3 separate regions of the Mus musculus genome follow, and regions 1 and 2 are each linked to region 3. Evidence: chromatin contacts called from public HiChIP or PLAC-seq data. All regions are on one chromosome and are shown on one strand. Each heading gives the region's core, a stretch centred on a gene start, on an enhancer-like site or on the middle of the called end of the contact. The rest is flanking DNA. Distances are from core to core; before and after follow the strand shown.

Region 1 (3,917 bases), core at 404-2,903, 200 kb before region 3:
CTTTGTGTATGGTGTGAGTGAGTGTGTGTGTGTCTGTCTGTCTGTGTCCATCCATGCATGAGTCCGTGTATGCAGAGGCCAGAGGACAATCTTAGCTGCTGTTCCTCAGGTGTTGTCCACGGTGCTTTCGAGACAGGGTTTCTCACTGGCCTGGAACTCACCAAGTAGGTAAGACTGGCCAAGGAGCCCCAGGGATCTGTTTGCTCATCTCTGTTTCCCCAGTGGCAGGATTATAAGCGTGTGTCCCCACACCCCACTTTTAAGCATATGTGATTAGTGGGGCTGACGGATGACTCGGTGGTTAGAAGCACTGGCCGCTCTGTGTTGGACCTGGGTTTGGTTCCCAGCACTCAGGAGCAACTGTAGTTCCAGATGCAGGAGATCTGATGCCCTCTCTTGGCCTCTGCTGGCACCAGAACTTATATTTTCTCAGCTAGGCTGGAAGCCAGCAAGCCTCTATAACCCTCCTGTCTCCTCACCCTCATTGCTGAGGTTCTAGGCATCTATCTGCAGGGAAACCCAACTTGTGACAGGGATGCCGGAGGAATTTTGTTCTCATGACTGTAGGATAAGTTTTCCTGCCCTCTGAGTAAATTCTTTGGCTCTCTGCCTATTAAAATCTGGATTCTGGAGTGTTGAACTCAGGTCCCCTTGTTTGCCAGGCAAGTAGGTTACCAGCTACGCTTGCTTTCTAGCCACCACTTCATCCCTTTTCATGGCTGAATGATATTCCATTCCCCAAGTACACTACATTTTGTTTATGCCTTCTCCGGTTGTGAACACTTGGCTTGATCCCAAATGTTACTCTTAAGAATATTTTATGTTTTTGCATGTATCATGTGGTGAGACAGTATAGCCATACCAGAAAAATAGCTATCTGGTACATAATGGAAAAATAGTCAAATAGCCCCACAATAACAATACATATGATTGCTGCTACGGGGCCTGTGAGGACACATAGGGCTTGTTGAGTGGAGGCTTAGATTCCCTGGGTCCTGCCCTTACCTGACCAGCTGCCAATCTTGTGATATAGGACTCACTTTTCCTGGGCCTCAGCATCTCCATCTATAAAATGGGTGTCAGGGTAGAGTCCCTGGACCGTTCTCAGGTTCTGTGATGCTGCGCTGTCATCCATGAGATTCACTCTGTCACTGTTGTCTGTTTTCTGTGTTGCTGGGAATTGAACCCAGGGCCTTGTTCATGTTGAACACACGCTTTACCACTGATGTGCATACCCAGCTCCATGCCATGGGATTCTAGGGAGGCTTTCTGATTTGTTTCCTGGTTGGGATTGGCTTGGAGACTTGCGAGGCAGGAGCTGTGTGTTTCAGTGTGTCAGCCTGCTGCACAGCAGGAGTGTATCTCTGAGATGGTCCTGTGCACTACAAGGCCACTTGGCATCCTCAGCCATCTGCCTAGGGAGCATAGCCACATAGAAGTGGGGCAGGGGATGGACTTCTGGGTCAGAATTCCCCAGTGGCATGGAGCTGAGAGTGGGTAGCTAATTGGAGGAGGCTTGGGGTGGGGTGAGGGGTAAAATGGCTTAGAATTCTGTTGGGGAGGTCAGGTCAGAAGTTTAAGCATGGGAAGTGGATGCCAGAGGCAGGGACAGCCAGAAGGAGCAAGTGGTGACTGGGAGGAACCCACAGCTAGGGTGGAGACTTCCTGTCCAGCAGCCCCTTGTCCTGGCAGGAGAGCACATTCCTTTACCCCAGGAGATAAGAGGCCAGCTTTTCCTTTCTCAGGGAATCCTTCAGGCTGAGAGTTACACAGGCCAGGCCTCTGGGGGTGGGGGGTGGGTGGGGGAATCTGGGGCCACAGTGGGTGGGACCTCTCTAGTCCCCAAAGCAGGGCCCTAGTTGCCCCTGGAGCTCCTGGCTCCCTGCCAGGTCTCCCTGCATCCTTGGGATAGTTGTGAAGCCAGCACAGTGTTAGAATCTGCCCTGGGCCCCTCTCTCTGGGATTCCTACCTCACTGAGAAAATGTGCCAGGCTGTTGACAGCTTAAATGTCCAGCTGGGACAGCACTCCACATGGGATCTGGCACAAGCTTGGCTGCCCCAGTAGCTACTGCTTTCCTCTCCTTAAGGTGACGCTTTCTTCTTAGAGCCCAAGTCAGGCTTTGTCCTCATTTCTGGCATTTTTTTTTTAAAGATTTATTTATTTATTTTATGTATACGAATGCAGTGTAGCTGTACAGATGGTTGTGAGCCTTCATGTGGTTGTTGGGAAATTGTATTTTTAGGACCTCTGCTGGCTCCAATCAACCCTGCTCACTCTGGCCCAAAGGGTTATTTATTATTATACATAAATATACTGTAGCTGTCTTCAGACACCCCAGAAGAGGGAGTCAGATCTCATTACGCATGGTGGTGAGCCAACATGTGGTTGCTGGGAATTGAACTCAGAACCTCTGGAAGAGCAGTCAGTACTGAGCCATCTCTCCAGCCCCCAAGTACTTTTAAAAACAGAGGCCATTGGTCATAGAAGGCACAATTTGGCTGTTAGAAGCCATCTTGCAATAGGAAACGTTCAGCTTCCCTTCCACAAGGAAGAATGCTCAGCTCAGAGGAACCAGGCTGCTCTTTCAGAGTGTAGAGGTGGCAAGGGTTCAGTTGCTGGACACTTAGTCACTCCCCCATCAGAGCAGAGCATCTACCCCTCCTCCTCTGGCCCTTCATCCCCTTGGATGCGAGAATGTGTGTATGTGTGTGTGTGTATGTGTGTGTGTGTGTGGGGGGGGGTTGGTGGGGGTGTTACTGCTTCCTGGCAGCCTGTCCCGCTCAGGGTGGAGGCCTTCCCCAGGGACAGAGGAGGCTCCAGGCTGCTTTCCTTGGGTAATCTGGGTGGACCCTGCAGGCCCAGCCCCATTTCACGTTTCCCTTCTGGCCCCTGCTGAATGTCCAGCCCTCTCTTCATGTTTTCTCTCTGGGTGGAGTCTCAGACTTGGAGACCTCATTCACTCCTCCACAACCCCTCCTCGAACGACCAAAGTTACCAGGGATGAGGCTAGAGTGCAGGTTGAGGGCTGCTCCCAGCTCACTGCCCAGAGTTCCCTGGGGCCTCTTTCAAACCTGTCCTATCTCCTCTTTCTTCTCTGCAGGCCCATTAGCTGTACACACTGGATATGGTCTATCCTTTTTAGGATTTTCTTTGAGGCCACCTCTTACTCTGAAGCCAGCCTCGAACTCTTCAAGCACCTGCCTCAGTTTGAGGTCCCCGGCAAGCCCCACCACATCCAGCTCAAAACACTCTTACTGGACACCTCTAATTGTCCTGGGCAGGGGGAATCCATCATATATGGCCTTGGCAGTATCTGGGGTTTCTCTTCGTTTGACTCTTGCGTCTTCTAAATATTCTGCTTCTGTCCTGCACACTAGTGTCCTTCGTGGTTAAAGTGGCTCGGTCTCTGTAAGTTTACGTGTGCATCCTGTGGGGTCTGAAAAAATGATGTTTCTCTGGAGTCATCACCACCTCTGGCTCTTACAATCTGCCCACATCCTCTTCTTCATAGAACTCCTAACCTTGGACGGAGGCGTTTGATAAAGATATCCCATTTAGGACACAGTGTTCCAGAGCCTCTCACTCTCTGGATGGTGTCCAGTTGTGGATCTTCTTGTCGTTGGCTCTCATCTACTGTAGGAAGAGGCTTCTCTGATTGGATGGAGCGATGCTCTGATCTGTGGATATAGCAAGGTGTCATTTTATTGCTATGTTGTTGTTATTGTTTTAGCAGAATAATAGTGTTATGTTTTCGCTAGGGACCATGACCGAGGAAGCCTCAGGTTCTTGAGCATGGTAGCAGTGTCACACACGGGAATGTACCAAACGCCACTCCTAACCAGGAGCTGTTTGTAATTGATTACTTTCTGGGAAAGAAACAACAACAACAACAACAAAACAACAACAACCCAGTTT
Region 2 (4,008 bases), core at 1,459-3,958, 220 kb after region 3:
AAGACCCAGGGAAACCAGCCATCTTCATTTCTTTGCCATTTGGCTGACCCAGCGAGGAGAGCAGGTGTTGCTGACCGTGATACCAGCATGGATCTGGGCAGCATTATCTGATTGGTATACACTACTCACAAACACCTTCCTTAGATCCTCTGAAGCCCCAGAGAAACATGGAGGCAGGATTGCCGATCCCCATCTCCTGAATGAGATGGGGAAGTGAAGTGTAAGATCCCACAGTGACAGCGGGCTGACTGGCTATGGGAGTCTCTGATTTGGCTCAGGACTCTGTCCATCACAGTGTGGGGTGCACTGGGAGATGTCATTGATGCCAAAGGCCCACCTGCTCTGCTGGGCTGCCTCTGACGGATCTCTTTCCAGTCCTCTGTAAACTTTCCGGCAGGAACTTAGACCCCGAGTGAGGTTCCATACCAATGCTTTTGCTAGCTGTGCCTGTGGCTCACATCTACAGAAGATAATTTTCCTCTATTTGAAGCAAACCTAAGTATGGGGGCAGGAGACGGCCGCCACGCTGCTCTCCTACTGTGGTCTCCTCAGGAATGTTTTTGTCTATGGATCTGTATGGGTCCCAAGCCCACAAGGGCAAGGGTTAAGTTGTCTTCTTATTGTCTCCAAATTTAGTACCAACTGTGGCATGTGGTGTTCTGTATCTGTCAAATCACTGACAGCTTTTAGTGGTGGGATTCTAAGTCCGAGGAGGAAAAGATAATGCATACCCCCCCCCACCCCGGGTAACTGGAGTGCTTTTCATTTTCTATAAACTGGACATATGACTTCCTTAGGAATCCCACTGGTCAGTCCAAGCCTGAGATTCAGTCGATGGTGATCTTCTTCCTCTATGCTCATTCAGAGGCTGGCACCTTGGGGGCCTCTGGTCATGAGCTGCCATGCATAACACTTTATCCGCGTCGCATTTGCTCACTAGTCCTGTGCACCGTCGGCAGGTGGCAACCCTTCTGGGGTTTATGTACCATCAGAGTCATCAATCGTGGTGTCAAACACAGTATCTGTTGTAGGACAGGCCAAAGTGGTTGGATCAGATTAACTCGGGCCACTCTATCACTGGTCTAGAATTTGGGTCTCCTGGCTGTCTTGTCTGGTGACCACTGCGGGTAAGTACAGGGACCGGAGGTACTAATCCCAAGTCTCCGATATTTCTGAGTGTCCCCCAAACAGGTGGGCAGTGAGCATGGTGTCAGATGTGAAGCCACAGAGAACTAGGATGTCAGAGAGATGTGGTCATGGAGGAAACGTGGGGTTAGTCACACAGAATGCACGTAGTCTGACTCTGAGAGATGCAGGGATGGATGGAGGGATGGAGGGAGGGGAAGAGAAAGGGGAGGGGGAGGGGGAGAGGGAGAGATAGATTATGCTGGGGTGGGGTGGGGGAGTAGGAGAGAGGCAAGGATGAACAACTGGGGAGCCTGGTTTTATTTGAACAGCAGAGGGCAGCAGGTAGCAAGGTTTCCTGAAGCCACAAGACAAGAATCGCCACTGCACCTTAGTTCCTGCCTTCTGGATTTTTCTTCAAAATGGGACAACAGCGAGTTCAGGGGAAATGTTACAGGTAAAATCCACCAGTGTTGAATAACAAACTGAGTTTGAAGAGAGCTTGAGTATCCCCCTCAGTTAATGCCTAAGAGTCTGACTTAGAGAAAGAAGGTGAAATTCTGTCTGGAAAACAGTTGTCAGCTGGGGATGACCTGACCTTGTTTTTTTCTGAGTCCCTCATCATCCAATCACAAAACACAGTTCCACACGGCACACAAAGGATGCTAATGGTGTAAAGATGGCAGAAACAAGCTCAAACCGAACGCCCTCAACCGTCTCAGAGCTACAAATCTGAGTGCAGGGAAGGAAAGGGATGCTAGATAACATTTAGTTAGAAAACGAGCAGAGAGTAAAAAGAGATTTTCCAGGTTGAGGATCTAGCACAGTGGTAGAACACTTGCCTGGCATGTGTGGTTCAATCCCCAGCATAAAATAAAACTCCCTAAACACTACTTCTGCATGTGGTCCTGGGGCTGGGTGTGATTTCTTATTTGAAGGTTTAGCTATTCATTATTTCAATCTGACTAGATCAGTTTTCCAGTTATTTATTTATTCATTTATGTATTTAGAGATAGGGTTTCTCTGTATAGCCCTGGTCATCCCAGAACTCACTCTTGTAGACCAGACTGTCCTCAAACTCACAGAGATCCACCTGCTTCTGTCTCCTGAGTGCTGGGATTAAAGGCATTCACCTTGGCCTAGCTTCAAATAATTAAAAAAAAAATTAAGTGTGTGTGTGTGTGTGTGTGTGTGTGTGTGTGTGTGATATACATGTGAATGCATGTGTCCAAGAAGGCCAGGGGCATTAGATTCCCTGGAGCTGGAAGCTGTGAGCTGCCTAACATGGCCTCAAACTTCAGTACCCAACTCTCCAGCTCCCTCCAAACCTTTCCTTTTTTAAAATTATCTTTGTAGTTGGAGAACCTGGTCTGTCTATGTGCTGCCGATTCCTTGATTTTCCTGAGATTTGCTTTGTGAATCACTGAGGAATGTACACTGAACTTTGTAGGTAAACTTTGATAGTATTTGGATGTTTGTGTATACAGGGAAGTGGGAATGGTGGCTTTGTCTCTTCTAGTGCTGCACTCTTAGGGAAACTCCCAGGTCAGTGGAACTTGCAAACTTGTAAGTGTGCAATATAAGGAAATGGGTCAGACCTTCCGACTAGGGTGAGGCGCCTCAGGACACACATGACTAAGAGCTCAACATGGATGCGAGCCCAGGAAACCAATCGAGACTTTTCCAACTCGTGTCAAATAGACTTACTCTCGTGGCTGCAACAGCTGAGCTCCTGAGTCACTGGGACAGGGTGTGCCTAAAGACCTGCGATTACCGGAGCAGTCAGGGGATTATAAAAGCTGTTGAAGAAGAAATTCTCCTCTTACAAGCAGATGTGCAACAAGGAAGGGCCTGAGCCTCTGCATTCAGACTTTCTGCAGGACATAGGTCGAGCTGAGGACATCAGTCAAAAGCAAGACCTGCTTTTTCATTGGCTGTGTGACCTTGACCTCATTGCCTTTGCTTTTTCTAGGAGGTTGATTTTTTTTTTATTTGTTTCTTGTTTTGTTTTGTTTTTGAGACAGGGGTTTCTCCGTGTAACAGCCCTGGCTGTCCTAAAAACTCCATTTAGACCAGGCTGGCCTCAAACTTACAGAGACCCATGTGCCTCTGCCTCCCAAGTGCTGGGACTAAAGGTGTGTGCCACCACTGCCTGGCTGAGAGGTGTTAATGTTTATGGTCAACTTGGATTGACACATGCCTAGGAGATTTGTAAAGCACAGCTCTAGCTGTGTCTATGAGGGCATTTCCAGAGATGATCAATTAGGATGGGGGAACAAAGGGCTCTGAATGTGGTGGCACCATCCCATAACCTGAGTGAAGGCTACTGCCCTGTAGTGTGAACACTCCATTTCTGTTTCCCAGACATCATGAGGGATCAGCCTCCTCTACCACACACTCCTGCCACCACAAGCTTCAGCCTTCTCTTCATCCCAGAGCATCAGGGATGAAGGAACAACTACAGAAACCCAGAGGCCGTGAGGCAAAGCCACTCCTCCTTTACAGTAGCTTTTCTTGGGGACTTGGTCAGTGACAAGACTAACACAGGTGAGCAACCGTGTCCTCCCTGATGGCCAGGGCACAGGATGGAGGGCCATCTTGTTTCAGCGAAGGTCCCTTGGGTAGTAGGACATCCATCTGCCCTTATAGGGAATCAGAACAGATCTGGGCAGGAAGAGAGTGTGTGGTTGCCAAACGCATCAGATACGTTACAAAGCAAATGTTTTGTCAAAATGACCGGAATGTGATGCTTCGCTTTCTTTTCCTTTAAAGAGTCCTTTTCATGGATTCTGTTATTAAAATACAAAAACAGGCTTCAGTGCAAACATACTGGCAATGCCAGGAGGTCAGTTGCCCGACTCGGGTATCGAAGTTTCGTCTGTG
Region 3 (3,752 bases), core at 944-3,443:
GATGCTGGACCTGGGATGAAGCAAATGTTGAATAAATGTGTGTACTCGAAGCAGCTGTTTTTATAATAGAAAAATCCAGAATGTTGATTCTCCTGGTGTTCCCTCCTCATTTCACAGCTGAGCAGACCCCGCAGTAATGTGCTGTTACTCTGATACAGTGACCATCCTCAATAAAGGATGCTGTACTGGCTGACACATCACTTTTTAATAATCTACTTGGGACTCAGTCTTTATTTAGCCTGCTGATAAGAAATCAGGAAACAAAGTCCTTGCTGTCTCTCTGTATGTTCATTCCCAGGGCTGGGTATCTTGTTCCTCACACTCTGATTGGTTGGTTCATATCTGGTCCTTTCCAATTCCTTTCTAGATCCCTCAGGACCTGGTGTGATCTTTGTAACCCTGTAACACACACCACCACCACCACCACCACCACCATCTCACACACACCCTTCCCACACACCTCATATGAGCAGCTCCCACCTCTCCAAGTATCAGAGAAGCCAGCTGGCCCAGAATTTGCAATCCTGCCAGGAGGAGGGCAGGGAGACTAAATAGGCAGAAACTATGGTGAGTCAGAGGGCAAACATAAAATTGATGAGAAGCTCTTAGTTGTTGTTCATTTCCAAAGCAAAATTTCTGCTCTATTTCAATGCTATCTCATTGTTAAAAAAAAAATCTTCTTTCTATTCTTTTGGTTGCATAGGTGCCAGTATTTTATGAGGTGGTGGTTCTGTCCTTGGGTTTTACATGATAGAGAAAGAGAACCAACTCTTACAAAGTGTCCTCTGGCCTCTGCTTTTGAGCCATGGCATGTGTACCTCTTCACAGACAAAAAAACCAAACCAAATAAATGTAATAAAAAGAAGCATATGTTACATATATAGATGCTACACAAATATTTGATAAATGAAGACATTGCGATGTTCATACCACGGGTAAAACCATTTCGATAGCTCTCAGCTTCTACGAACTGCCAGTCTTTTTCAATCACATTCCTGACACCCTCCTAAGCCATGAAACAAGTTCAGAGTCACATCAGAAAGAGAAGAACATACTAGCAGCGCAGCTCAGGCAGAGTGCTTGTCTAGGTCCAATCTCCAGTACCCAAAAAATAAATAAATAATTAAAAAGCTGCACCAATAATTCCTCACACAATAACATGACTGGAGGGTGACCTGGCAGCTCCTTGGACAGTGTGACAACAGACAAAGAAGACCATACTTCTCAGTCTCTGCAACGTCTTTACCCAACTGTCACCACACCCCTTTGTTCTCAAGAGCAACTGGGAAGTGGCTTGTGGTGGCTTACAGTAGCATTTGAGATGCCCCCGAATGAACGCACACTGTGGGCCTCTGCTTGCTAATATATCCTCGAGAATGGTATGGTGGTGAATGCTGGTATCTACAGGACTTGAGAAACTGAGGCAGGAAGAGCATGTACTCAAGTCCAGCCCAGGCTACATATGGAGATGTCTCAAAAGAAGACCAAAACAACCACAGATTATCCTCAGATATCCTTGGGAATATGTCAGCAGGTTGATATTTCCGGGTTTTATTTCTATTAATAGAAAATGTGTATGCCTCACAACAAGGTTCAGGGTCCAGGCCTTCCAGATCCTATATGCAATTTCCAGTATGAATAAAAGGATGTGGCAATCCAAAAGTAATAAAGCATGCTTGGAACCAAGTGACTCACGGAGGCTGAAGCTGGAAATGACATATTGTTTGGCCCCCACTCCTTTTTACTAATAAGGAAACAACATCAGAGAGGGTGACTTCCCGAGGCTAAAGAGCTTATTTGTAGAGGGAGTTTTAGAGAACTCAGAGTGTAAATATCCAGTTTATTATACTTTCCAGGGCATGTGTCATTTCTGAAGGAGTGTGTTAGAAGAGCATGACACTGCAGAGTTCATGTGAAAGGCGACAGATGAGACCGAACTCCACAGTAGAGGCAGAAGTCCTTGGCAATTCTTGAAAAAGTCTGGTTGGAGACTAGGCAGATGACTGGATGAAATAAAAATGGTGTGGCATGGCTTGACATGGCGTGGCATGATGTGGCATGGTGTGGCGTGGCGTGGGGTATAGAAAGCACAACCCTTGAAACCCTGGTTTGTTGTTGGCTTTGTCATCCTTCATGCTGTTACTTAAAGCCCCATGATCCGATGCCTGCCCACACAACTGACTTCCCAGAGTTGATTCACACGATAGACATCTTGATATTCACCCCAGTACTAGAAGATCACTCTGGGAGATCAGTCTGTGGTCTCACTTGGAAGCCAGTTGTTAGTTCATTCTAGAAGATACAGTGACCACTCTGTTACGTCTCCCTGATGCTTTTGAGCTGTGGTGAGCTCACATTAGAGCAGTGTTCTCAACCTTCCTAATGCTATGACACTCTAATACAGCTCCTCATACCGTGGTGACCCCCCAACCATAAAATTATTTTTGTTGCTACTTCATAACTGTAATTTTGCTGCTGTTATGAATTGTGATGTAAATTTCTCATATGCGGGATGTCTGATATGAGATTCCCCCTCCCCCCAAAGTGGTTGTGACCCACAGGTTGATTGCAGCAGGGGAAAAAAAAATGTGTCCAGAGCAAAGAGCTTTGTTCCAAACTTAACCATGATTATTATAGCAAAAATGGATCCTGAGGAGCTGTGGGCTTCGGGAACAGTGTCAACAATAAATTTTAACACAAGACAATGATTTTGAAAAGTTTTCTTTGAGCCTAGACAAGTTGATATTAAATAAACACAAGGCAAAATGGCACTTACATACAGATTTTATACTATGTAGAGGCATTTAATCAATTCATGTTTATGGTTCACAGTGATGTGAGCCAGCTTTCTAAATATCCCGTGCAGCCAGAAGTTAAACTGAAAAGCAAACACATTTGCATCTGTTGGATTTTTATTAAGCTACAGTTCCTACCACTGTTTTGGGGCCTCAATGAAAATGAGTAGTTTTTCCTCCCTCCCTCCCTCCCTCCCTCCCTCCCTCCCTCCCTCCCTCCCTTCCTTCCTTCCTTCCTTCATTCCTTTTTCTTTCAGAGATAGGGTTTCTCTGCGTAACAGAGCCCTAACTGTCCTGGAACTCAGAGATCCACCTGCCTCTGCCTCCCAAACACTGGCATCAAAAGCATGCACCACCATGCTTGGCCCTGATTTTCACTTCTGTGTTTCGAAGTGCATTTGTGTGCTCACCGGGAAATTACAAGGGCCCAGGAGGTTGCTCTGAGCATCAATTGCCTCAAGACAATATACTCTGAAATTAACATTTTTTTCTCTCTGCTCTCTCCTTTCCTTTCTTTCCTTTCTTCCTTTTTCCCTCTCCCTCCATCTTCTCCTCTCCCCCCTTCCTCTTCTCCCGTACCTTTACTGATATATGATTCTATCTCGGTCACAGGGGCACACCACACCACCACGACCAAGTCCATGTTCATTATTCCAACAAGAAGCCTGTGCTTCTGAGCCAGTGCCTCCTGCCCCAGCCCAGCAGCTGGCCCACCTTTCATCTCTACATCTGTGTCTGTTTGTACATTTATTACAAACAAAACCCTGCCATATGTACTGTGGGGTAACCACGGAAGACGACTTCTTAGATATGGGGTTTAAGCCAATAGAAAGTCTTTATAACCTGGCAGGTGACTACCCTGGGTGGTCAGGATCCCACTGTAGCCCTGAGCCTTTCTCAGGGTAAGCTTTGAAACACAAAAGCATGTTCTAGGTTGACATTTTTCGGTTAACAAGA

Evidence for each region. HiChIP or PLAC-seq counts read pairs in DNA pulled down with a chosen protein or histone mark.
Region 1: an HNF4G HiChIP or PLAC-seq map of pancreatic cancer cells shows a contact between it and region 3. The contact joins two enhancer-like sites. A contact is called at or near these places in 1 of 39 promoter capture datasets (the C10 cell line), 1 of 484 Hi-C or Micro-C datasets (nephron progenitors), 6 of 115 datasets of contacts at active chromatin or transcription factors (embryonic stem cells, heart atrium, memory CD8 T cells and 2 more) and 3 of 9 other capture datasets (adipose tissue, embryonic stem cells and liver).
Region 2: a FOXA1 HiChIP or PLAC-seq map of pancreatic cancer cells shows a contact between it and region 3. The contact joins two enhancer-like sites. A contact is called at or near these places in 4 of 115 datasets of contacts at active chromatin or transcription factors (embryonic fibroblasts, microglia, pancreatic cancer cells and 1 more) and 1 of 9 other capture datasets (adipose tissue).

Annotation. Positions count from the first base shown.
Region 1 is chr16:33,579,163-33,583,079 of GRCm38.p6, forward strand. All of the region lies in intron 4 of Slc12a8 (solute carrier family 12 (potassium/chloride transporters), member 8), which reads left to right. Among named protein-coding and RNA genes, the nearest start is that of Slc12a8, 63 kb to the left of the region's middle. Within about 2 kb of position 1,654, at least 94 of the 459 cell types and tissues checked have an H3K27ac peak or open chromatin away from gene starts, as enhancers often do. A contact at or near this core is called in pancreatic cancer cells, where this site is marked.
Region 2 is chr16:33,998,118-34,002,125 of GRCm38.p6, forward strand. The region is part of intron 51 of Kalrn (kalirin, RhoGEF kinase); the gene reads right to left. Among named protein-coding and RNA genes, the nearest start is that of Umps, 33 kb to the left of the region's middle. Within about 2 kb of position 2,709, at least 46 of the 459 cell types and tissues checked have an H3K27ac peak or open chromatin away from gene starts, as enhancers often do. A contact at or near this core is called in pancreatic cancer cells, where this site is marked.
Region 3 is chr16:33,775,663-33,779,414 of GRCm38.p6, forward strand. No RefSeq gene overlaps it. Among named protein-coding and RNA genes, the nearest start is that of Muc13, 17 kb to the right of the region's middle. Within about 2 kb of position 2,194, at least 63 of the 459 cell types and tissues checked have an H3K27ac peak or open chromatin away from gene starts, as enhancers often do. A contact at or near this core is called in pancreatic cancer cells, where this site is marked.